Regions from separate parts of the Drosophila melanogaster genome. Here region 2 is linked to region 1. A link is a contact called in public Hi-C data. All regions are on one chromosome and are shown on one strand. Each heading gives the region's core, a stretch centred on a gene start, on an enhancer-like site or on the middle of the called end of the contact. The rest is flanking DNA. Distances are from core to core; before and after follow the strand shown. Region 1 holds the start of east (enhanced adult sensory threshold). Region 2 holds the start of Sik2 (Salt-inducible kinase 2).

The links. A called contact is a pair of places that touch in the nucleus more often than the background predicts.
Region 2: a Hi-C map of the Kc167 cell line shows a contact between it and region 1, with 2.3 times the contacts expected there. The contact joins the promoter of Sik2 here to the promoter of east in region 1. A contact is called at or near these places in 35 of 107 Hi-C or Micro-C datasets (the D17-c3 cell line, the Kc167 cell line, the ML-DmBG3-c2 cell line and 13 more) and 3 of 6 datasets of contacts at active chromatin or transcription factors (the Kc167 cell line and the S2 cell line).

Annotation. Positions count from the first base shown.
Region 1 is chrX:2,010,012-2,016,068 of dm6, reverse strand. east (enhanced adult sensory threshold) reads right to left here and starts at 3,426. Exons shown (of 8, transcript NM_001258556.2): 1 at 3,412-3,426; 2 at 1-1,727. The coding sequence starts at 1,547. It overlaps lncRNA:CR45478 (long non-coding RNA:CR45478), which reads right to left. Exons shown (of 1, transcript NR_123772.1): 1 at 5,782-6,057. mir-2496 (mir-2496 stem loop) reads right to left here and starts at 5,769; the gene lies at 5,652-5,769.
Region 2 is chrX:2,058,213-2,064,269 of dm6, reverse strand. Sik2 (Salt-inducible kinase 2) reads left to right here and starts at 2,355. Exons shown (of 9, transcript NM_130616.3): 1 at 2,355-2,648; 2 at 3,426-4,171; 3 at 4,242-4,305; 4 at 4,509-4,795; 5 at 4,852-5,949; 6 at 6,005-6,057. The coding sequence starts at 3,557. CG4281 reads left to right here. Exons shown (of 4, transcript NM_130617.4): 3 at 1-1,323; 4 at 1,379-1,957. The coding sequence ends at 1,535.

The DNA of each region.
Region 1 (6,057 bases), core at 2,177-4,676:
GCCAGCGAGCTGGCCGAGACAGTCTTCCGTGTGCTGGAGCCGACTCGCCGCCGTTTCGGTGGCGCCGGTTCCTGGGCTACTGGCGTCAGGATAACCGGTGATCCCGCCTTGCTTAGCCGCGTTGCCCGCGTTGTGGTTGCAGGCGAAGAGGAGTTCCTGTTCTGCGGGCGCCCACGACCCCGTCGACTGCCCGGGACTGGAGCTGGTGTTGGCGCAGGTGTGGGTGTGGGCGTGACTGTTGGAGAAATAGAACTGACCTCGTTGCCATCAACAGATTCCTGCTTAATGGGCACGGCACTGGAGTCCTCCTCTGGTGCCTCAGCTTCCTCAGACTTTACCACTTCCACCTTGCTGTATTTCGTGCTGTTGTTGGCGTCTGAGTCGGCTTCAACATCTTGCGATCGCTTCCGTTTTACCGCAGGCTCCAAGGGAGGAGCCACCACCACTGGCTTCTTCCGTCGACCGCGAGATGGAGGGGGTTGCTCTGTTACTGAGGAGGATGCAGCTACCAAAGACGCGGTGGAGTTGGCTCCAACTGTAGAGGACTGGCGACGATTGCGAGTGACCCGCGTGTTAATCGCCTGCTCCTGGGCATGTGATTTACGTGTGACACGGTTACAAGTGGGTGTCACTGGTGCTATAGGCACCACTGGCGGAAGTACTTCCTTGACCTTTTCCTTCTCCTTATCTATATCCTTATTTGCATCAATATCTTTTTCTTTTCCTCCATCTTTATCGGCAGCTTTGTCCTTCTCTGTATACTTTTGTTTCTCCGAAGTTTTTTCTGTATCTGCAATTATTTCTGTATCAGCTGATTTTTCCTTCTCTTCCTCCTGATCGGTTTCCCGCTCATCTCCCTTGTCTTTTGTGTCTTTGTGGTCTTTCTTGTCTGTGATTGGCAAGGATTCCATTTCGTTGCCATCCGCGACATGCTGTTCCTTGACCTGGCCAGGCGTCACTCCACTTGCAGCTCGTGACTCTGATGCTGCGGCAGGCGGCTCCTCGGACTTGACTTCTTTGGCTTCTTTCAGATCCTTGATGGACTTTCGTCCGCGTATAACGGGCGCCAAAGATCGCTCCACGGAGCTCTTTCTTTGGCCACCCGATCCCGTTGGTTCCTCGGTGTCTAGCTCTCCGTCGCCGACCTCACGTCTACTTGTCGTGGGCGAGATGATCAGAAGCAGTGGCGACGAGTGCCGGGTAACCCTCACGCTCTTGGCCGCCACTCCATCACTGGCGGTAGGCGTGACGGCTGGCGTAAGGGTTGGCGTAGGCGTGGACCTAGGAGTTTTGGAGACTGGATTCGATTCCAGCTCTTTTTCGCCTTCCAGCTCTGCTGTTACTGTTGGCTCCTTAGCGGGCTCCACTGACAAAGTTGAGGTGCGTGTTTTGCTTATGATAGACATCTCTTCGCCGACGCCCATTGCTGGCTCCTCGCTGCTGTCTGGAATCTCCACACTGGCATTGGCATTATCATCCAGGGGGGCAGCTGCTGCTGTGGATTCGTCAGCTCCTCCAGAGCCTCCTGGCACCTTCCGGCTAGACATTCTCGAGGGGCCCTGGGCAGCTGCTGCCGACGTTGCTGCTCCTATGATGGCCGCTCCCCCGACGCCTTCTGGCGCTGCTGCTCCACCACCTCCTGTTGTTCCCTGCGATCCGATGCTGATTGTGTCCAGTTCGAGTCGCAGTGATTTGGTCCCATTGGTTGACTGTGATGTGAAGAATATCTGCAAGGACGCGAAGAAGGGGAAAAAGAAAGTTACTAAGTCGTATTACTAATCCGCCATGTGGGAATAACGTTCTAATTGGCAAAGCAAAAACAGCTCAACCCAGAAGTAGGTTAAATTCTGCACTAGATTTAAAAAACAAAAAGAAACGCCATTCTGGGTTTCTTTTGCATCCTTTCAACTTTAATTATAATGCTCTTATAAAATCGTTCTGGAAGACCAAAATATTTTCGTTATCTTCTAAATTCAAACTTGTTAAGTGAATGGAAATCCCATCCCACCTGTAAAATCCCTGATAAGCATTGAAAACTTTGATAAGCCTTTGGATTGCTAAGTCATAATGTATATGCTCACTTAGATAAATCAAATTTTTAGTTGTAACTCAACATTGTTGTGTTTTCTCCAAACTAATCAACTATTAAGTCGATTCAATCCAACTAAAAGAATATTATCAAAGGACTTTAATCTCCAAACTTCAGTATAACAGCTAATCTGAGCCGAAGCGAAATCCTAAGCGGTAATGTGGTAAACTTAGTTTTATGGCCCTGGCTTTCACCTGGCCGAAAGTAAGCCGCTCTCTTAGCCCCTTTTAGCTCATTCAATCCCCAGGACAATCCGATCCGATCCGTTCACTCGATTCCGATTCGGAGTCCAGTAACGCGACTAGAACATTAAACATGCTTTTGCGGTTTCCAGAAACCCCCTCTTCTCCTTGCCAGCCACTGTCCAGCTCCATTGCCCCTCTTTTCTATCGCTGCTGAAAACAAGTTTTGGCAGCAGCTGGGAGCTGCGAGAATGCGAGGAAAGCAAAACGAGAAAAGAGCAGAGGAGACGAGTGGCGTGTAGAGGAGAGAAGAGCAGAGTCGGAAGAAGCAGCAACTGGGCAAGGCTGAGAAGAGAAGCTGAAGAGTCGATGAGATGTTGAATAATCCTCAAATTGGTTAGGTATCCTGCTTCTGCTGTTGCCGCTTGCTGGTCCTCCTTCTTCATCTTCTTTCTCCGCTTCTTCGTGGCCTGACGATCAGAGTAGCTTTTGGCTTATGATTTTAATTTCGATTCTGACATGCGCCATTTTAGCGCGAGTGCGAGATTTCAGATTGCAGTTCGCACCGGCGAAGAAACGCGGAAAACTCACACGGACACGACACGCACACTAACAACTAGCATAACTGTCACAGCGACGACAGCAACAAAGCAGGCGAAAAGGAAGTGAAAGAGAATGGCAATAACAAAATGAAGACTCCGCTGTCGTATCGATGTGTGTACATGTACACAGATATACCACCAAGTAGAACTCACACAGACGCACGGCACAGTGTGCAAAAACGCCGCGATTGTAAACACGGGCAGACAGTCAGTTGGACGGAACGGAAGAAGCGGAGTACCTGAAGCGAACGGAAACTGGCAGCAGTTTTCACTAGGCGGAAAAGTTACCAAAGAATTGGCAGAGCTGCCATCCTCTTCGTGCGCTAGGCAAGGGGGGAATTCGTGGAGAGTTTCCGCAGAGTTGCAGCAAAAACCGCAAGGGACGGCTAGGAGGGAACAGCGAGGCGACACGAGACGGGACGAAGAACCAGAACAGCACACAAAAATGGGTGGCAGTGACGTACATGCACACCCAAAGCGAGCGCACACAGACACGAGCAGCGCACAGGCACACGCACACTCACTCACACACACTCACAGGCAGTAGCGAGCACAGAAAATTTCTTTTTCACCAGGTTTTCGCAAAAATACGAACGCGAGCATTAATAAACGAACGCCTGCCGTTTTCTCATTTGGCAGTACGGCGAGTACATCTTTTCACCAGGCACTTTGCACACAAAACACAAACAAGCGAGTTGACGAGGAAAACCCTTTGCATGGCTTTTCATTTCGTTTTCTTTTCCTTTTTGTTCCTTTCATTCATCGCCTTGCCTTACTTTTCCGCAGGTACTCACCGAATAGCAACAAACAAAAAAAAATAATAATAAAATAAAATGCAGAACCCGAACAAGAGTTGTGAACGCAAACACGGTGCGAAGCGAAATAACGAGCCAAGATGAAGAGCAAAAGAGCGACGCTCGGCCCGACGGCGCAAAACCTCAATTCGCCACAACTCGCCACGACTCTTCGTCTCGCTCTTCGCCGCACGATATTATGCACTATCGGCCCCGATTTGCTTTCGGATTTGGCTTGGCGTGCATGCAACCCTGCTTGTGGGCGGCGGGGAGGGCTGCCTGTCCTGCCGTCGCCAGGATGTATTCCTCGTCGCCATCATGAGTTCAAAGAAGTTGCATTCGGATAGCTTTGTCCTGACTAATTAAACTTTTAATTTTTTACTTTTCCCTTGGGAATGCTTTTGAAATTAATAATTTTCATATCTTGCATTTATACAGATTTGATTTATGTCAGTCATATTAAAAAGCATAATCGCGCGTAAATTGAAACATTTGCTGGGTCAACTTCTATAAATAATGGGAACATTGAAATTCCAACTGACAATGCACTTAAAAAATAATAATAAAAATAAGTAAAATAGTCAATAAATACAATTGTTTTAAAAATTGTTTTGCACTCATTGCAACAAAAGGATTGACGTTACCACTTGGGATGTTTCGCAACTCTGTTTTTGTAGGGAAGTGAACAGGTCGACGTGCGTTTTCGTCCGGTGTACGTGTTGTTTTTGGCAAATGTTTGTTCGCTCTTTTCGCCGCGACGTCGGCTGTTGTTGTTGGTGCTGCTGATGCGTCTTTTTTTCTGCGTCGGTAAAAAGCAAAAAAAGGACTCGGCAAAATAACATGTCGTTGATTCGGGGGTGGTAATTGGGAAGAAGCGAGCGCCACCACCGAGCGCCAGACTTGCCCTACTCCTTTTCGGTTTTCCTGCGGATTTTCCCTGGTTTTCCTCAACTTGTGATGCTGTGGCGTAGGTTGTTGCACGTTTCACAAGCTTCCATTTCCCGAAAGGGAGGGCGGCAGGCGGCTAGATCTGAATCTGAATCCTGCAAGTGTCAGGCGACGTCCTTAGCCCAACTCCCACCCGCTCTCAAGGGTTCTCCCGTTTATCCACTTTCGCACCCGCCCAAGGACCATTGCGATTATGTAGATGCCGACATTTGTATGTTCTTATGTACATATGGATATATGTACGTGTAACTGGGTTAAAGGCAAAGGCCTTAATTGCTTGGGAAATGAGGGAAAATCAATAGCTTTATGCATGGTTCTTCCGCCCGCTTTCCATTCGGCCGCTTCTGGAGGGACTAGAAAAGCGATTTTCCCGAACTGGGTCAAGTGCGTGGCCAGGACTTCCATTTCCGTCGCCACTGACATCACCAACTAGTAACCAAGGCCATTGCGATCGATTATCCTAGTTGCTTGCCCGCCCTGGCGTCTTTCTTACCTTTCTCCTTTGATCCTGACTAAGATTGGGTGAATCTCGCGATTCTTAAACTAGTTTTCGCCACGGAAATACTTTCGCACGACGCCCACTTGAATAATTCCACCTAGAAAACGATTTTTCTTTGCGGGCGCACATCAACATGTACATCTACATTGGCAGCCGCACACACACGCTTTGTGTGTTTTGTGTTGTGTGTGGCTGCGCCAAAGGCAATTGGAAAACGTAATGGCCGACAAAACGAAAACGCCACGCAGCAAAGAAGAAGCAGCGATAGGCGAAGTGAGCAAAGAGCAATCGGCGATAGGTGGATAAAAAGAAAACTTCCGGCAGCCCCGAAGCTCAACAAAAAGAACGTAGCTGCGGACTACAGTAAAATGAGAAGCACACACACAGCATACACACACATATGAACATGAAAACCCACGTGAATTAGAGAGCGGCAGAGAGCGACAGAGAAAGAAAAAGATCGCGGCGAATTGGCAGAGTTTTTAGAAGCCCCGTATTTGTTGTCGTCTTGCCACGATTTTCCCCATTTTCCCAGATGTGCGGCTGAATATGCGTGTGTGAGTGCCCCGCAATTCGCAGACGGCGAGAAAACAGTTAAATTCCGCACGCAAACAAGGCTTTTACGATGGCCTCTCACACACGCACACCGGCGCACTCATTTTGCGCTCTTCGCCGTTGCCACGCTCTTCATCGGTCTCCTCTTTTCGTCATTGCAGCGTCATTCGTTTTCGTGTCGAATGGCCGCCATATTGGTTTTGTATTTTCTGACGCTTTTTTCGCCCCATTAGCGCATTTCAACCAGCTATTTTCCGTTCCCATTCGATCGTACTCGACGGGTCCTAACTGTTTTATGTTTGAAATGAGTTGTTTAGTGGCATTTTGGGGAAGAAATTCAAGGTGGAAATTGGCCCATTAGCATTGGCCGTTCCCCTGCCCATCTTCC
Region 2 (6,057 bases), core at 1,106-3,605, 49 kb before region 1:
CTCAAACCGTGATCGCTACCATGAGCAGGATTCGGTTAAGCTGTACGCCTTGCCACACTCACAAGTAGATGACCAGCACGTAGAGCAACCACAGCACCAGCAGCAGAGGATGCGCCCCCGCAGCTACTCCTCCACATCGAAGCCACTCAGTGACCGCCTGCTTCCACTGAACAAGGGACTGCTGTCGAAGATCAACCGAATGGCTGCCCAGGGACAGCAGACTAAGCACACCCAAAAGACTGAGACAAAGGACAAGGACTTGAAATGTCATCGTTCTGAAGGACCCGAAGGAGTGAGCCTGGAGATGGAGGAGCTGCCCGATCAAAAGGACGCGGTCCAGAAGCTACCTTTGCCAAGTGCTGATTTTACGACCGCCAATTTTAACTCCATCAGCATGGACACCATTGTGCCTGTGACCGATATTGATGCCTTGTTATTGAGTACGCCACCAGCTGCTCCGCTGCTGCGCAAAAAGGCGCAGGGGCAGGCGCCGGGACACAGCAGCAGTAGCTCATCCAAAACGGAACGTCGCCGCCGCTTCCAAACGTTTCCACAGCCTCAGCTGCAGCTCCAAGCTCAGTCAATGGATTGTAGCGAACTTTATGACTTCTTAAGCTCTAGTTCCCTGAGCTCGTCCACCGATAGCGAGGCGGAAGTAGGTGGTCATCGACGGCACGACACCGATCGCGAGGGCGACGATGAACTCACCGACTGGCCGGGAAACGAATTCGGACCCGGAGCCAGATACGATCCAAAAAGGAAGCTTACAAAAAAATCACTACTGCCTCAAATTCGCTCGGATGACACAATTGGAGAAGATGACACTCTTATGTCTGGCACCGAAGCGGGAGCGGTGGGTATGGAACCGCCTTCGAAGTCTCCAGTCCAACTTCCAGAATCTCTTCAGGATCTTTCCCGCTTCCAACCAGCCGGCGTCTCCGAGCCTATCGAGATTCAGAATGCCTGCTCAGAGATGGAAACAAATGCAGATGGCACCATGCCGGCTTCCCGCCAAATCGAGAGTGAGATGTCCGGCGAAACCTCTAATCCGTTTCTTTCCTCGTCGCCTCCTGGACACGCCCAGGGACAGGAAGTACGTGAGATACGAGCAGGGTGTCGCCGCATCAATGGCGAGCGTCCAGGATTCAGCATCAAGATGAGCGTCAATGAGCGCATCGCCCGATTTTTGCAGGATTCGCAACAGACACAGATCCGTTTGCCGGATATAGAGCTTTATGAGACCGATAGCATGAGTAATCTGGCCACGCTCTATTCACTTACCATGGTGGTAGAGCACGGATGTACAGTGCTCACCAAAACCGGGTAAGGATAAAGGGATACTTATTCAAAGTCTATAACTAAGTTGTTGCTCTTCCAGGAACACTACGCAGACGGTGAGCATGGATCATCTTCAACAAGGTCTGCAGCCGCGTGCAGATCTCTTTGGCGATTTTAAGCGGCGCTGCTACGGTGAGGAGGGAGAGGAGGAAGGAGAGCAGCAGCAGCCGCTTCAGCAAGATCCCGGCCAGATTTAGCCCCAGAAAGCAACACTATAATCCAAACAAGACCAATCCCTAGCAAATGCAAACGTACAGCCATCAGCACTCGAGGTGAAACTCTTGGCATACGCTTGCATTTCTAGGGTGGAAGAAACCCTTAATCTATGAATGCTTTTAGCTTGTTTTTGTGAAATCTGTTCCATGTACATAAGTTGCATCGGTCCGTGTATATACTAACTGACTTCGTTAGGGAATGGCGCCAGCAAGACGGATACCGGATCCCAGATCCCGTCGGTTTGGGCTCACGCTTGGAAGCGAGCGAGATGACACGTTTCAGAGACAGAGAGAGAGGACCGACCGAAAGCCGTCGGCAGCCGTTCCACTGTACAAAATATTTAATGTAAGACCTTCAGCGAATATGAATATAAGAAATATATATGTGTGGTCATATCCGGAATACATGTGGACTTCATTTTTACCTAGAATGTGGTGGATATTTTATATAAAAGAGCAACATCCCAATACAAATCAGTAGCAAAAGTATATCTGAGTATATCTGAAAAAAATTTGAAAATAGTTCAAACTCTTTCTGTTAGTTGTACCGGTCACTGTCTATCTGAAAGCTGAATCGGTGAAACGGGTTATATTGCATACTGTTTTACGATCAAAGGGCGCGAAATTCAAATGAATTCCATCAAACTTCCCACCCTCGCGAAAAAGTTGGCGCATGCTCGATGCTCGGCACTTGGCGCTCACTTGGCAACCCTCATGTGTGTGCTGGTGAGGGTCGGAAATTGAGGGGCGAGTGGGTGGAATGGGGCAGACAGCGCCGAGCTTGCGTCAAATACGGACGCCAGTTGGACGCAGCTCGGGATTGGAGGCAGCCACGTTTCCTAGCCATCTGCCGTGTGTGTCGCAGCGACTGTGTCTGTGTGTGCCGTGCTGTGCTGTTCCGAGCCGCATGTGTGGCGCTCCGCGGACGCGATGTAAAGCGGATCCTCGCCAGCGTTTATCCTCTCATAGCCAGTAACCGGATTCGGATTAAGCTGGCCCAGCCTGTAGCCTATTCTCAGTTTTTGCCACCGCTCCTGCTCGAAACTTCTTTGTCAACCGGCGAGGCTTGTGCTTTTAACGCTTTCACCAATAACGGTATTTTTGGGGAGAGCAGCTTTAAGGGGAAATCTCCTGGCAGTGGTTCTGAATCGGTTGCACTGCATCCTGAAGGAAACAACAGTGGCCACTGGCACCGCGGAGCATTTCCACGATGCGATGCGGTTGCTCTGCTTATTGATTTTTCACCAACACTCACCCACACACATACACTCGCACGCTGGCACCCACACACTTTCAGCCGCACACACAGTCAGTGCTGGCACCTCGGCCATTTTGTGGCTGGAAAAAAAGCCATTTTGAAAGCGGAAGTGCAGCGTCAGCCATTTTCGTTGAATGTCTTCCTTTTGGTGGGCACTAACAAATGGATCTGCATGTCTTTGAGGACCTCAGCTAATGGTTTTTAAAATATTTGTCTGTACCTGGTGCGCATATGCGATATGCGAGTGAAATAACACTATTATTATCGTGATAGATTAAATTTAAACGTGAATCCAGTTTACCATTGCAATTGAACTGTGGCAACACTGCCTGAGAAAGAGAGGGAGAGTGCAGCTTTGGTGGCTTGTGGAGTCCGCGTCCGAAAGCCATACACATACACACTCGGAAAGCCGAGGTAATCTCTTATCAAGCGACGACTGCCCACCCCTTCTCCGGAGTCATCCCGTTCTTTATTGCACTTACATATTTTCTATGCACATATATGTACATGGGGAACACACAACATTAGTCGCACATCCATTCAAAAAGTTTCAGTTCATTATTGTATTGTAATTCTACCCAAAATATACCACTCTACTTTTTCTATTCCCGCAGAAGCGCTGTCATGAGACAGGAGGTGTGTGTGAGCATGTGCATCACCATCTCGCTGTCGATCGCGATCTCCCACTCCCTCCGCCTCGCGCTCTCCGTGTGAGATTTCCCGCCCAGGGTGGCGCAGTTGGAAAATGAGCACGTGCGAGGCGGCGGCCGCTGGCGAGAATGGGAGCCAGGCCAAGTCCGAGGAGAGCCAGCCGCCGGAGGATCAGAAGAAGAAGCAGCCGCAGCATGAGAGGAACGAGAAGCAGCTGGATAAGCCGCCGGAGAATTTGCCCCAAAACGGGAAAACCGAAGCAAAAGGAGCAGAAGGAGCGTGTTCACACCCCCCACTGGATGCCCTCCGGAGCTCAGTGCTCCTGGATGCCGGTGCTGCTTCGCCCTCGATAGACGCAATAGTGGCTTGCAAGGATGCACTGCTCGCCCAGAAGCTCTTTGCCAGCGGGGGTGGCTCCACGCCCGGTCCCAGTCCCACATCCTCTGCGGTGGGCGCGGGCGGTATCAGTGGCAAGGACCTGCTCAAACTCAAGGAGCCCATGCGCGTGGGCTTCTACGACATCGAGCGCACCATTGGCAAGGGAAATTTTGCAGTGGTCAAGCTGGCCCGGCATCGAATCACCAAGAACGAGGTGGCTATCAAGATCATTGACAAGTCGCAGCTGGACCAGACAAACCTACAGAAAGTCTACCGCGAAGTGGAGATCATGAAGCGCCTGAAGCACCCTCACATCATTAAGCTCTACCAGGTCAGCAGAATTTGCTGTGGCAGATCCTGCCAAGAATCGTATTCCTAATCCCGTTCTACCAATCCCACAGGTTATGGAGACCAAGAATATGATCTACATAGTGTCGGAGTATGCCAGCCAAGGAGAGATCTTCGGTGGGTTGAGGCTTCATTTTAAAAAAAATTTTTTAAACTCGGACTGTAGAGTACAGTACTCGATTTAGTTAGCAGACTTTTGAACCCACATTGCGCACAGACTTGTTGACCTTTGGACGAACAACACTAGCTTTAAATCTCTCGCATTCTCTTAAGTTGATAAGGGTTTCAATGAGATGGACTTACCTTTATATTTTATCCAGATTACATTGCCAAGTACGGGCGGATGTCCGAGTCGGCGGCGCGCTTTAAGTTCTGGCAGATCATATCGGCGGTGGAGTACTGTCACAAGAAGGGCATAGTGCATCGGGATCTCAAGGCGGAGAACCTGCTCCTGGATTTGAACATGAACATCAAAATAGCGGATTTCGGGTTCTCCAATCACTTCAAGCCGGGAGAATTACTGGCCACCTGGTGCGGATCACCGCCGTACGCAGCTCCCGAGGTTTTCGAGGGAAAGCAATATACGGGTCCAGAGATTGATATTTGGGTAAGTGGTGCGAAGTATACGTGTCAATTTATCCAAAAATGTATAATTTCCTGCAGTCACTGGGCGTCGTGCTTTATGTGCTGGTATGTGGGGCCCTGCCCTTCGACGGATCCACGCTGCAGAGCCTCCGGGATCGGGTGCTTTCCGGTCGCTTTCGCATTCCGTTTTTTATGAGCTCCGAGTGCGAGCACCTCATTCGCCGGATGCTGGTACTGGAGCCCACAAGGCGGTACACCATCGACCAAATCAAACGCCATCGCTGGATGTGCCCCGAGCTGCTGGAGCACGTCCTGATAGCCAAGTACAATCTGGGCGCCGAGCGGCAGACGTCCGTGGAACCCAGCGAGGACATTCTTCGCATCATGGCCGAGTATGTCGGCATTGGGTCGGACAAGACGCGAGCCAGTCTTAAGAAGAACACTTACGACCATGTCGCGGCCATATATCTGCTCCTGCAGGATCGAGTTAGCCACAAGAAGGAGCAGAGCAACGGCTTAGGCGCCAGCGCCCTTGCCTCGTCGACCTCCGCCAGTCGGATGATCTACAGCTCCAGAAATGACCACCAACCGACGCAGCAACAATCGCAGCAGCAGTCCAAGACAATATCCACCAGCTCGATCCTGGCCAAGGATCAGTGCCACAAAAGACTTAGCCGCCATCAGACGGTACTCATGAGTGAGCGTAACGCCCACGCCGGCGCGACACCCACAGTTCCAGATCCCGGTCCCGGATACTACGCCAAGTATGGCCCACTGCAACTGCCACTGCCTCTGACGGGCCACTCCCACCTGACTGGGTATCTGAATGGAGGAGGCGTCGAGGTGGATGCCAGCGGCATTCCGCTGCCCATGCGGTACACCCCGCTGCCGACAGCCGCGTCGCCCGCTCCCTCTAACTGCTCATCCACATCCTCGAGGGTAGGACGACACAGTCTAAGCTCCAGCTCGCCGCGAAGCCATCGACCGGTGGCCATTTCGCTCAGCATCGACAACAACCCCTCGCTGGCCAACCTGCGGTGCAGGGAGATGATGGAGGCTGGAGGAGGACCCGTTGGAGCAGTGGGTGTGCCTCTAGCGTCCAAGCAGCTTCATCAGACCATCAGCGAGTTCATCATCAAACAGAGCACCGAAGACTGTCGTGCGCTGCTGCAGCAGGTGAGTTTTCGGCTGATTCTATCCCAAGTTATTTCTATCCTTATACTTTCGGCAGTCCACAGCAGTGGCTGAGGGTAAAGATGATCCGCCAAAGGCGGAATCAAGCGT